Regions from separate parts of the Rattus norvegicus genome. Here regions 2 and 3 are each linked to region 1. The links are chromatin contacts, called in public Hi-C maps. All regions are on one chromosome and are shown on one strand. The core of a region is the stretch at or near the end of the contact, and the rest is flanking DNA. Distances in the headings are between cores, read along the strand shown.

Region 1 (3,807 bases), core at 948-3,447:
GTCTGCATGTAAAACACTAAGGGATCCTGCCCCCAGTTAATTGTGATTGGTAAAGATGCTAACAGCCAATAGCTGGGCAGAAGAGAGATAGGTGGTTTTTAGGCTTCCCGGGCTTGGGGTCAGAGAGAAGAAAGAACGTGCAGGAGACGAGAAAGAGAGGCAGCCATGAGTTAAGAGAAAGGAGAGTGTAGCCCTGAAGGCTGTCCAGTTGGAGCTAATAGCCCAGATGAAACTTAGTAATAATTCAGGGTCAATGTAACTTTTTAAAAAGAGTTACTTATTTTATGTATATGAGTACACTGTAGCTGTCTTCAGACACACCAGAAGAGGGCACAGGATCCCATTACAGATGGTTGTGAGCCACCATGTGGTTGCTGGGAATTGAACTCAAGACCTCTGGAAGAGCTGTCAGTGTTCTTAACTGCCGAGCCATCTGTCCAGCCTGTGAATGTAATTCTTATGATATTTTTTATAATTGTTTTTATTGTATATAGTTCATTATTGACGAGAAAGAGCCTTTTACTGGACTAAAAGGGGGTGATATTGGGGCTGTGTACCCTGTATCCAGATGCTGAGTTTTGTGCCCTAAGATCAGGTTGCAGTCTGAACACAGGCATTGTATTGACCCATGTGTTGTAAAGAGTGTTCCCCAATACTCTGATTGGACACTGAAAGGCAAGAGCCTGTGACGAGGTAGGAAAGAAAAGAAGGCAGGACTAGAGATGGAGTAGAGGGTCTCAGGTAGGGACCATGAGGACAAGGGAAAAGGTAGGGGGAAAAGAAGGTCTCCATGAGGCAGGATGGACCATGAGCATGTGGCCAAGAGGAAATCTCCCGAGGCACACCTGGAGCTGAGCAAACAGAGCAAGACTCAGGTAGCAAGTAAGAAACAAGGGGCCTACAGCTGGGATGTGGGTTAGAATAGCTCAGAACCTGCCTAGCATATCGCTGACAACTTAATTAACAAAATACCAGGTTTCTGTGTTTTTTTATTCCGGAGTGGGTGGAAACACCCTGTAAAATTACTGCAATAGTGATACATTGTAACCATAGGCCCGATGCCAAAAAGGCCGAACATCCCTTCATGTTAGGTCTAAAGGAAACTCCAGTTCCCTAAACTCCAAAAGGCAATCCAAATACCCAGAAATGAGTTCAACCCTGACTATAGGATTTCTGGGTGTTAGATAAAAGCCAGCATTCCTCAGGAATTTGTCAGGCTGGTTCCCCTAGGCCTCTGGGCATTAAAGGACAGACACACACGGCTACCTGTGGTGCTTATGAGCATCTCAAAGCCCATGCTGGCCTCCAGGCTCCCTCAGTTATCACAAGTACTTGCTACTTGCTATGTGTTCTGCTCTGCTTCTCTCACTAAACTTTATCTCCTGATGTCCCTCTCTCACAGATAGCCCTGGCCGTGTTCCGTCTACTGCTCTGGATTCTTCCAGATGCCTCTGCACTCCCCCCCCCCCCTTCTCGTCTACAATAAAAACCTTCTGGTGAGCCATACAACGGAAAAGTCAAGACGTCAGTTCATACATTTAGGCCATCGGTTTGTGTCACTTTGTAGAAAACAACCCAGGCGGCTACTGTCCTCATCCAGGCTTCCTACAGGGCACAAGTGTTAGTATCATAGGCAGGCAGCCACGAGAGGCATGGGTATGAAAGAGCTGTCAGGATGCTTAAGCCGGGGGCTTAAGCTGTTGTTACCTATCTTCTAATAGAAGATATTGGGATGACAAAGACCTCCAGGAGCTGGGGCCAAAAGATGGTTTGAGAGATGCTAGGCTAAGGCCTTGCAGACTTAGCTGTGGGACACATCAGGGGTAAGGACATCACCTATTTGGGCAGCACAGCTACAGGCAGGCTGCCAAGAAACCTGAACTCCAAGTGAATCGTGTCCCATAACGCCCACGGACAACACACTACAGAATAAAAAGGAAATAGGACCCTAAACCGCCAAGGTCCTTCCGTGAGCAAGCTACCACACTATTTAATCTGGGGCCAGGCCAGATTGGGTGTCTTGCTAGTCAATCGTCTGAGCAAGCAGCAAGCGGAGGTAAGTGGTGGACGTTAACCCCGGGGGTGGGATCAGTCCTCGGAGTCCGGAGCACGCTTCCGGCGGTGCCGGAAGCTGGGGCCGCGGGCGGAGCTGAGACCAATGGCAGTGGCCGGGCGGCCGCGCGGGGGCAGCTGGGAACCCGGAAGTCCGCTGGACGGTCATGGGCATCCGGTGTGTGGCGATCCGCGCCTGCGGAGGAGGTAAGATCGATACCGGCGTCCCGCGGATGGCTGTTTGTCCGTATGGGGCTGCGGCGGTCGTGATGGCACTGCTCTCCGCCGCGATCGCGTTCCACTGTTCGCCGCTGCTAGCAGGTACCGGCCCGGACCGCCTCTGCGGGAGGGCGGACTCTGCCTGGTGCTCCAGCGCCCGGGAGCCAGTGGGGCCGCCTGCCTGACAACCAGGCTGCCCGGCTCTCTTGAATTACTGGGGGCCTGGACTAGAGGAGTGGGAGATGCGGCCCATTACATGAGCTGGATCGCGTACACACAGTGGCTTACTTGCCAGCTCCTGTATGCTGGAGACAGGCTGCCCTAGCTCAAAGCGTGCAAGTGTTTGGAGGTGGGTGAAGTCAATATGTGGCTCGCCCCGTTTCCTGTCCCCTAAGCTTGGGATTGCGTTCTGTATGCTTAAGTGATGGACCAAGTCGAGTGACTTTGAGATTCGGAGACCCGGTTAGACACTTTTTTTTTTTTTTAAGTTTCTCTATGTAGCTTGGAACTCGCTTTGTAGAGCAGCCAGACACATCTAAGACCTTGTCCCAATAGTTGGAGTCGGAGGTAGGTGACTTTTGAGATGAGGAAGAATTCTTGGATTGAGCAAATGGCACATTCGGTTCTCTCGTTTCCTTATATGACTTTGTTCCAACCGTTTGTGGAAAGTTAGTTTTCTAATATCCCCCAGCACTACACCCCACTTCTTATTAGGCAGGGAGCGAAAGGGAGTGAAAGGGGGTGGGCGCTGGCTGTTGTCCACCTTTCTGTAGACACTAAATGAGTCTCTGTAGAAGTGACTTAGCCAGCATTCCCCAGGACTGTTCGACGTAGGATTCGTTAGGGAGATTTGACCGTGGACTACAAACATGTTGATCAAAGTCCAGGAATAAAATGTATAAACTTGCTGGTGTTTTGTTTTTCGATTGAAGCAGTTCTGAAAGCCCTGGAGAGGTGTTTCTCCAAGTCCGTACTGTCTGTCACACGTAAGGCGGCTTCTAAACATCCTTTTATTTAGAGGCCTTTTTTCTTTTGGGAATTGCTTTACATTTTCAGACATTCTGATTAGTGATGCTTTTTTTCCTTTGCACTTACTGAGGTTTCATTACTAGATTAGCTTGCTAAATTTCTGCCAAAGACCTGGTAGACTTCTGGGCTTTAGACCTTAAAACTGCCTGTGCTTAGGGTGAGTCTCACGTAATATAAGAATTACTGTCCTATGTTCCAGCTTAGAATTCACATTAACAGAAAGCACTTGGGGCACACAAGCCGTGATTGCCTTCCCCGGCCACAGTTTCTTTAAAGCCAACAAAATGGAAACAGGCTCGACCTGCTTTTCCAGACTCCGGATTGTCGTGGCGACAAAGTCACTTATGTAAATAGAATAAGTCTCTTAATACTTCAGGGGACAAATCCACCAGGTGGGGCAGTAGCCAACTAAAACTGGATCCGGTGTAAAGTGTTGGGAAATCTAATCGACGTTCCTGGAGCCTTTACTAATACAGCTCTGTCCTGGTGTAAAGCACCTGACTCTTT
Region 2 (3,807 bases), core at 575-3,074, 34 kb after region 1:
CATTTTGGTACCTCTGAGATTCTCTTTAATTCATTTAACCAGCACAGTAGCCAGCCACTTTCTGACTGGATCTGAGGCCTGCTGCACAGAAGGGAATTTGTGCCTGGTGCTGTAAATCTGGTCAAAAGCCCATGGCTCGGGAGTGACAGGCTCTATCTGGGTGCCTACTACTGTGGTTTTGCTGAACAACCCTGTATAAACTGCCTTCTAAGTATTTATACACACGGGTCAGTGCTGCTCTCAGCTCTGGCCAAAGAAGTCCCTTTCTGCAGTGGGCAGCAGTCGGCGCAGACTCAGGCAAAGTGCTGAGGATAAATGTTTGTCTGTCCTAAATCTAGTCCCTCAAGCCTCAAGGAGCCTCTCAGAGAAAAAGACTAGAAAGAGACTAAGAGGCAGAGACAGCAGAGGGGCTGCAAAATGTCTTCTGGACAGCGGTGGCTGTTGCTCTCACAAGCTTTGCAGCCATGGCTACCAACACAAGAGGAACCCCACGTGACAGGCTGGAGCGCTGTATGATCAGTCAGGTCAAGATACATTGTATTCACACGTGAGACTAGCAAAGAAGAAAGAAAAGATACTCTACAGAAACCCAAGCAGTGATTTCAGTCAGACTCATCTCCAGCCCTCCCTGCAGAGCTATGGACTCCAAAGGCAGAGTAGACAGAACCAAAGAAGAGGTTTGCCTCAAGTCAGGCTCACCCGAATGTAGGAAGTAATTTCCCCACTGCTGGCACTGGTGGAAGACTTCACTCTGTGCGATTTCATTTTCATGATGTGGGAAAGCCAAGTCTATGCCGCCGGTGTGGATGTCCAGTTGGCTTCCGAACACCTCGCTGCAGGGCAGAGTGCAAGCGCATGTGAGCAGCCTTGACATGAGGGTCCACACCGCACACACTCACTCCCGACAGCCCTCCTCACGCCATAAAATGTTTCTGCTCAGCTGCATATGGATCTACGGGCAGGCAGGGAGGGAGCAGCCACCAACTGTTGGAGCTGTCAGAACCTTAGGGAAGCAAGGGTTGCCTGAGAACAGAGAGGGGTAGTACCGCCCCTACCACCCTCCCAGCTTGCCACTCGGGAGCGGCAAGCTGGCCGCAGCATGGGCACGTACATGTTCTCAAGCGGCTTTTCAGAGGTGCCACTTACATGCTCTGAGGCTTGAGCTGCCTGTCAGGGACCATGAGGTACCTGCTGTTGTATGGTAGCAGGAGGCTACACTAAGCAGGAAGGCTGGGCGCACCCTGGGCTGGGCAGGGCATTCCTCCTCACGGCTCCAGTAGCCCCCTCAGGCCTCCTGACTGTTCTCTCCCTCAGTCAGGCCACCCTGTCATACCCGTCTTGAACATTTGCAGCCTAGAAACTGCTGGGGTTTACCTGGCCATGGCAGAACACTCGATGTGCCATCCGGGCCGGCCGTCTCCCCACGGTGAGGCCCAGAACACCTCCTGGGGTTTGGCTCCCTTCCACAGGGCAAAGTCGCTGCTGTGCCTCTTGTCAGAGTCAACTGCTGGCGACAGAGCAAGGTCGCTGAGTAAGGAACCACAGTGCAGCTCTCTCCGCACACACCCCAGCCATGACCACGGCCTGTCCCTGCTATGTATCTTCCTTCTCACAAATCTCATGCCTCCTCCTACTGTGTTCCACTCCTAACCAGTGGGCCAGCAGGACTGATGTCTCCATGCCAACAGGCAGGGCAGAGCTGGAGTATCCACAGAGCCTTCGAACACCGGGGCACTTGATGACAGGGACCAGTGCCTGGCCAGTTCTGTTCAGCTACTTTAGAGTCCCTACATGACATTTTCCACAATGACAACAGTCCTCCAGAGGGCAAAGGTGACATCAGGATAGAGGACAGAAGCCAAGAGAGCAAAGAGTGAGCAGAGATGTGTCAGTCCCTCAGGGGTGGACACGAAAAGGTTCAGCAAGTCCCTCAGACAAACTCCACCCATCTTAAATGCCACAGTCATACTCAACTCACTGTTTTGTGGCTGTCATGGATTTGCTGTCCCTATTTACACACATCAACAAATGAGGTCACTGGGTCAGTCTGGACCTCTGCATAGACGGAGCACAGTACAAGGTGAGGCCCATTGGGAATTGCAGGCTAGCAATGGACTGACATAGGCACAAAAGGCCCAGGGTAACACGGGGTTTGCAGCACCTTGATGTGGGACAAAGTTGGCAGGAACAGGCAGGAGTTGGCCAGGGCAGCAGAGAGAGAAAGAGAGTCATTCCAAGAAAGATCAGTCTGGGCAGAGGTGACATGCAAAAACAACTGACCAAGCAGTGGTGTTCTAGCAAGCTGGCTGCCCCACGTGGGGTCACCTATGTCCCCAAATCTCCAGTTTGACCCAGGGCTGGCTCCACTCATACAGCTTCCCTGAACACTCTGACTACCCCTGAACACCCTGATTTCCACCCCCTGAACATTCTGACTACCCCTGAACACCCTGACGATCCCCCCGAATACCCTGACTGCCTGCAAGGCCAATGCAGGCTTGGGTGGAGCCCTGGGCATCTCTAGACGATGGAATTTTCAGTACACATCGGTTCAGATGTGGTCATGATCTAGATCTTGTGAAACAACTGCGCTTCAAAGAAAAAGGTAAAGTCCCTGGCACCAGGCAGGCAGGTGACTCACAAACAAGGCACAGGGAAATAAGAGGCTGTCAGGCTTCACTGACAACACACTGTGAGGAGAAAGTGGTCTGTGGGCTCCAGGATACACTGCAGACAACGGTTATGTCCAGCCAAAATGACCTCAAAGGAAAATGGTAGACTACTGCTACTGTAGGGCCCAGAGAGCACAAGGAATGTCTCCAAGCAGAGGATCTTTCCCATACATAGCTGGAAACAAATCCAAACCAGACAACTGGCAGGGTGAAAGCCAAGGCTGCCAATGTCATCACATGCATGTGTATGTGCACATGAGTACACACACAAACACACACTGTACACACTCACACTATACACACTCACACACATTGTATACACTCACACACACTGTACATACTCATACACACACACACACACACACACACACACACACACACACACACACACACAGGGAATCGATCTGAATGACATAAGAAGGCAGGGGTGCACACAAAGGAGCCTTCTAACCATGCAGATGACTGGACCAGCAGGGGACGGTGGCTATCTGTCAAGCTCAGTGCCCATCATGATTGGCACCTGAACAGAAGGGTCCACCAAACCTGAGTGGCAGCTTTCATGATCAGAGCCTTGGCGACAGCCCACTTTACTGTAACACGTGCATGGTTACGTTCTCAGTCTGCTGAGAGGGGTGGAGAAGAGAGGCTGGAAGGGGCTCAGAGCCTGCTCTGTTCATTTCCCTCTGGAGAAATCGCAGAGCCTCCAGAATGTGAAGGGCACACACTCCACAACTTTGAAAGGGGGCCCCAGCCACATCAGAGAGAAAGTGACATGGAGCAGGGGCCCCGGTGACAGAAGAACAATTCAAGAGTTAATAGGGAGCACCTTCCTATGGAAGAAAGCAGGAAGCTTGCATTTAACCAGGGCCTAATGGTTCCTAAGACTATGGGCAACTTCGAGCAGAACAGACTCTTCTCTTTGTGTGTATGGGTGTTTGCCTGCATGGGCTGAGGGACTAGAAGTTAGACTCCTTGATCAGCAGTCAGATAGGGAGAGAGGCCATGACTCAGTAATGATGATGGTTCGCACCCTCCAGACCTGAGACAAAAGCATCACAGCTTAGAACAAAGATCTTGTAAGCTTTTGTCTCCCACCAGCAGGCCCTCTGCTGATGGACTTGTTCAATAAGCTCAG
Region 3 (3,807 bases), core at 814-3,313, 40 kb before region 1:
GTCCTTTTGCCTCCTTATTTAAAACTCGGGCGGGGGAGGGGCTGGACATCCCTAGAGCTTTCCTACCTCACTGCTTCCAAGAGGAGCTCTACCAGGGTTAATAGGTCAGCAAGCTCAATTATTCACAGAGATTTCCAGACCTTTGTGACTCCCACAGGGAGAAACTGAGTGAGCAGTGACATGGGAAAGGAGACCAACAAGAACTGTCCAAAGCCAGGGGAGAGACCCTTAGGAGCCGGAGAACCATTTGGCATTCATGTGACAGAAACCGCTCCGGCCACTAGAGCGCAGCCTATGACCTGCAGAATCGATTGCACCAACACACACACACACACACACACACACACACACACACACACACACACACCCTGCACAACCTCCCCTTCAGGCAAGAGAAGCCTAGTACAGCAGTGCAGCAGCAGAGGGCTTGGCCCTGGGACCACACCAGGCTCACTCTAGCTATCAACACATGCTAGCCTCAGAGGCCCCTTGCAATCTGTGAGCTTCCAGTCCTTACCCTGGAACGAACAAGCTTCCAGCCAGGGCTGCCTCTGAGGAACAGGCCAGTGGGTTCCATGTGCAGTGAGCCACACAGAGCTATCAATAACCTGAGGGGGAGACTGGGCCCACAAACTCCTAAGACAAGCACCAAGGGGCTTTTGTGTGCTGGTGTGCCCTGTACTCTGCCTGGAGCTCATTGCGAGGTCTAAAGGAACCAGTATAGGAAGGGAAGGGTGTGTGCTACAGAGGCTTGCAGCCAAGGGCAGGAAGCACGGAGAGGAAGTGCCATCCAGACCACCCCACCTCTGGCTGGAACCAATGTACCCTCAAGAGGCACAAATGCCTGGAGAGGGGACCACACACCCAGCTAAGGTCTCTGGGCCCCTGGGTCTCCAAGGCCTGTCTTCTCAAAGACTTATGGTCATCCGTCCAGTTGGAGAACCCCAGCACTAAGGAACTAAAGGTATATTCAGTGCTATTTTCCCTCCACTGTGTGGAAGAAACCCTCTCTCTCCCCTGTCTCTAGAGCTTCCTCAAAAGCACCTAGGTAAGACCATGTGATGGGCAAAGTGGGGACAAGGTCCTCGTCTGAGGCTGTTTCCTGTCAGTCCACAGCTCTTCCTGTACTAGGGAGAGAGGGGTGGGCATGACTGTTGTGCTTTTTAAAGAGCTGGCCGGGGGACCTGGGGAAATGGGAACTACAGGCAGAATTTAACACAGCTAACCTCAGACCTCCCTGTCACCATGGCCAAGTTGGATTCCTCAAAAGCAGTGGTAAATGTCCGGAGCTGTCCCTCTGCTTGAGGACACCATGGAGCCTGAGTGAAAATTCCAACCACAGGCTTCTGAGGTCTCTGACTGCAGCTCTGGAGCCTGGGGCTACCACATTGGGACAAAGGAAAGTAGGGAGTTTGGGGGCATGTTCCCAGATCATTTCCCACATTCTGCAGAGAGACCCACAAAGGCAAGTCACCCACTCACTGAGGACTCACAGAACTGGTGGCTTCCTAGAGAAACTCAAGCCCTGCAGCCCCTTAAATCAGTCCCAAGGACCTGGTTCCCTATGAAGAGACCAAGGCTAATAATGTGCAAGGTCCCCAAGAAGAAGTGCTCAGGACAGGGTGCCAGGGTTCGGCTCAGGACGCCATGTCACTTGATGGTATACAGATGGCTAAGCAGGCATTTAAGGAATTGACTGTCCCCCACTCAGGCCACAAAGGGCCAGTGACGTTCAAGAGATAGACGGGAGTGCAGTGAAAGAGCCCACAGCTACTTTCACTTCTAGAATCCCAAACACAGGTGCACACTGAAGTAGAAGTGGCTTTCTGTCTTGAATACCAACCCCCTGGGCCATTCAAGAAGACGGCAGCTGGGAAACTCAGTGCAGACAGGACTCAAAAAAGAGAATACCATGAAGGACCCTGGGAAGTCACCTGCCCATCCAGGACCTTAAACCGGAACAGCAAAAGCCACGTCATGTGACCACAGTTTCACTCTGAAGTGTCAAAAGAATGACCCCAGGCTCTCTGAGTCACACATTTCCCAGACGTGTTACTGGCCAAGATCCATCTCGAGGACAGGAAGTACAGCTTCTGCCTCTATTGGGGTGCTCCAGACATTTCAGTGGGAAGCAGACTCACTTTCAGTTTTTGACAAGCTATTGTGAAACTGAGTGTGGGTGTTCTGCCGTGGCTTCAGCAGGAGGAAGCCTTGACGGTGCCCACGCTCCATGGCAGGTGCAACATTGTGTCTCATCTGAAAGATACAGGCTTTGCGGGGAAGGCCACTCAGGCCTGCAACAACAGGACCAACAAAGACATGGGCTTTCAGCAGCGTTAGCAAAACCCACCCACACTGTGCTGGCCTCTCTGCCTCATGGAGCCCCAGTTTCTGCCTGCTTGCTCTCAATGAATTTCTAGGAACACAGGCGTCATTGTCTCCCATGTTTGCCTGTCAGCTTCTTGCAGAGCGGCTACCTCACCACCCACAGGAAAACCACAAAGGGGTTTTGACTTGGGACGGTGGGGGTGGGGAGTCAGATCAGATCAGGATCAAAGCTGTGAGTGTAGCCACCACTACAGTTCAGGCGGTCCAGACAACTTGGTAAAAGATTCATCCAAATATCCTGGAATCAATAAGGACTGAACGAAACTTTCAAGAGAGAGATTCACTGCCACATTTAACCACAGGTTCGTGGTAACCACCCCTGCCCCCAATCACTCTCCCACCCCTCCCAGGATTAAGGAATCTCCTGTGGTTCAAATAAACATTCCCAATAACAAGGCTTTTCCCCCAAATCAATTTTTTAATAATGTATAGCCCATCTGGCTTCATCCAGTATAAAAACAGCTGTTCCTGATTTATATAAATTAAACATGGAGAGTCATCATCATCATAACACATCAAGGTACGGGTATCAAACAGGAAGACCATATATGAATCACAGTGGAGACAGGCCTCTGAGAACAGACGGGGTGCAGGATGTAGTGACTTAGCAAGTCAAGACCAGTTCAAGGCGGGACCTCAGACTGCAGGCTCTGAGATGGTATGACAGATGAATGCAAAGGGCAGTAGATGTGGTGGCACCAGGCTGGCTCCACAGAAGGTTTGAGTGCCACCTCCAGATGCCCAGAGGTCACTGGGTCCTGTGGCCTGTATCAGCAGCTGGTGGTCATTCGTCCATTTTCCTCTGAACACAGCACTGTGTGACTTCTTAGCCCAATGGCTCCCACACATAGCACATGACAAGACAGACCTCCTGCCATTAGGCACAGCACCCAGATCGAGTCTGTTTGGGTGCTTTGCAGATGGTTATATCCACAATCGGAGACGACTCCTCAGCCTTCTGCCGAGTGATCATAGGTACCACCAGGTCGAACAAGGTTTCAAAGAGGAGGTCCACGTTGTGTCCGGTCTTGGCGCTGGTCTCAAAGCACATTTGCTCGGCACCCGGCATCTCCCTCTCGTCTAACATCTTGTACTTCAGGATCTTCTTGTAAAGGGCCATCGCATCCTCCGGATGCACCTGCTTGGGTACCTTGGAGGAGACACAGCTGCCTGTCTTCCCAGAGGCCTGATCCTTCTCCCCGCCCTCCGGGCCACGCTCCGTGGTCAGGTCTACTTTGTTCCCCACAATGGCAAATAGGCAGTCATTGTTGGCTGTTTCTGTCAGGCCCAGGAATCTGTCCTCCAGCTCAAACAGGCTCTGTGGGTTGTTCACATCGTAGGTAAGGATAATAGCGGCCGCTCCCCGGCAGTACATGGAGCCCAGACCGTGGAACTGCTCCCGCCCTGGCAGGAAGAAAC

Evidence for each region. Hi-C and Micro-C count contacts between places; a contact is called where the count stands out from the background.
Region 2: a Hi-C map of liver shows a contact between it and region 1, with 2.5 times the contacts expected there. The contact joins the enhancer-like site here to the promoter of Naxd in region 1. A contact is called at or near these places in 4 of 12 Hi-C or Micro-C datasets (hepatocytes, kidney, liver and 1 more).
Region 3: a Hi-C map of the A7r5 cell line shows a contact between it and region 1, with 2.4 times the contacts expected there. The contact joins the enhancer-like site here to the promoter of Naxd in region 1. A contact is called at or near these places in 5 of 12 Hi-C or Micro-C datasets (the A7r5 cell line, hepatocytes, kidney and 1 more).

Annotation. Positions count from the first base shown.
Region 1 is chr16:84,704,610-84,708,416 of GRCr8, reverse strand. It overlaps Naxd (NAD(P)HX dehydratase), which reads left to right and starts at 2,197. Exons shown (of 10, transcript NM_001108402.1): 1 at 2,197-2,259. The coding sequence starts at 2,220.
Region 2 is chr16:84,670,543-84,674,349 of GRCr8, reverse strand. Cars2 (cysteinyl-tRNA synthetase 2, mitochondrial) reads right to left here. Exons shown (of 15, transcript NM_001177684.1): 7 at 1,375-1,507; 8 at 700-833. Among named protein-coding and RNA genes, the nearest start is that of Cars2, 20 kb to the right of the region's middle. Within about 2 kb of position 1,824, at least 3 of the 93 cell types and tissues checked have an H3K27ac peak or open chromatin away from gene starts, as enhancers often do. A contact at or near this core is called in hepatocytes and liver, where this site is marked.
Region 3 is chr16:84,744,472-84,748,278 of GRCr8, reverse strand. It overlaps Rab20 (RAB20, member RAS oncogene family), which reads right to left. Exons shown (of 2, transcript NM_001109535.1): 2 at 2,669-3,792. The coding sequence ends at 3,266. Among named protein-coding and RNA genes, the nearest start is that of Rab20, 25 kb to the right of the region's middle. Within about 2 kb of position 2,063, at least 40 of the 93 cell types and tissues checked have an H3K27ac peak or open chromatin away from gene starts, as enhancers often do. A contact at or near this core is called in the A7r5 cell line, where this site is marked.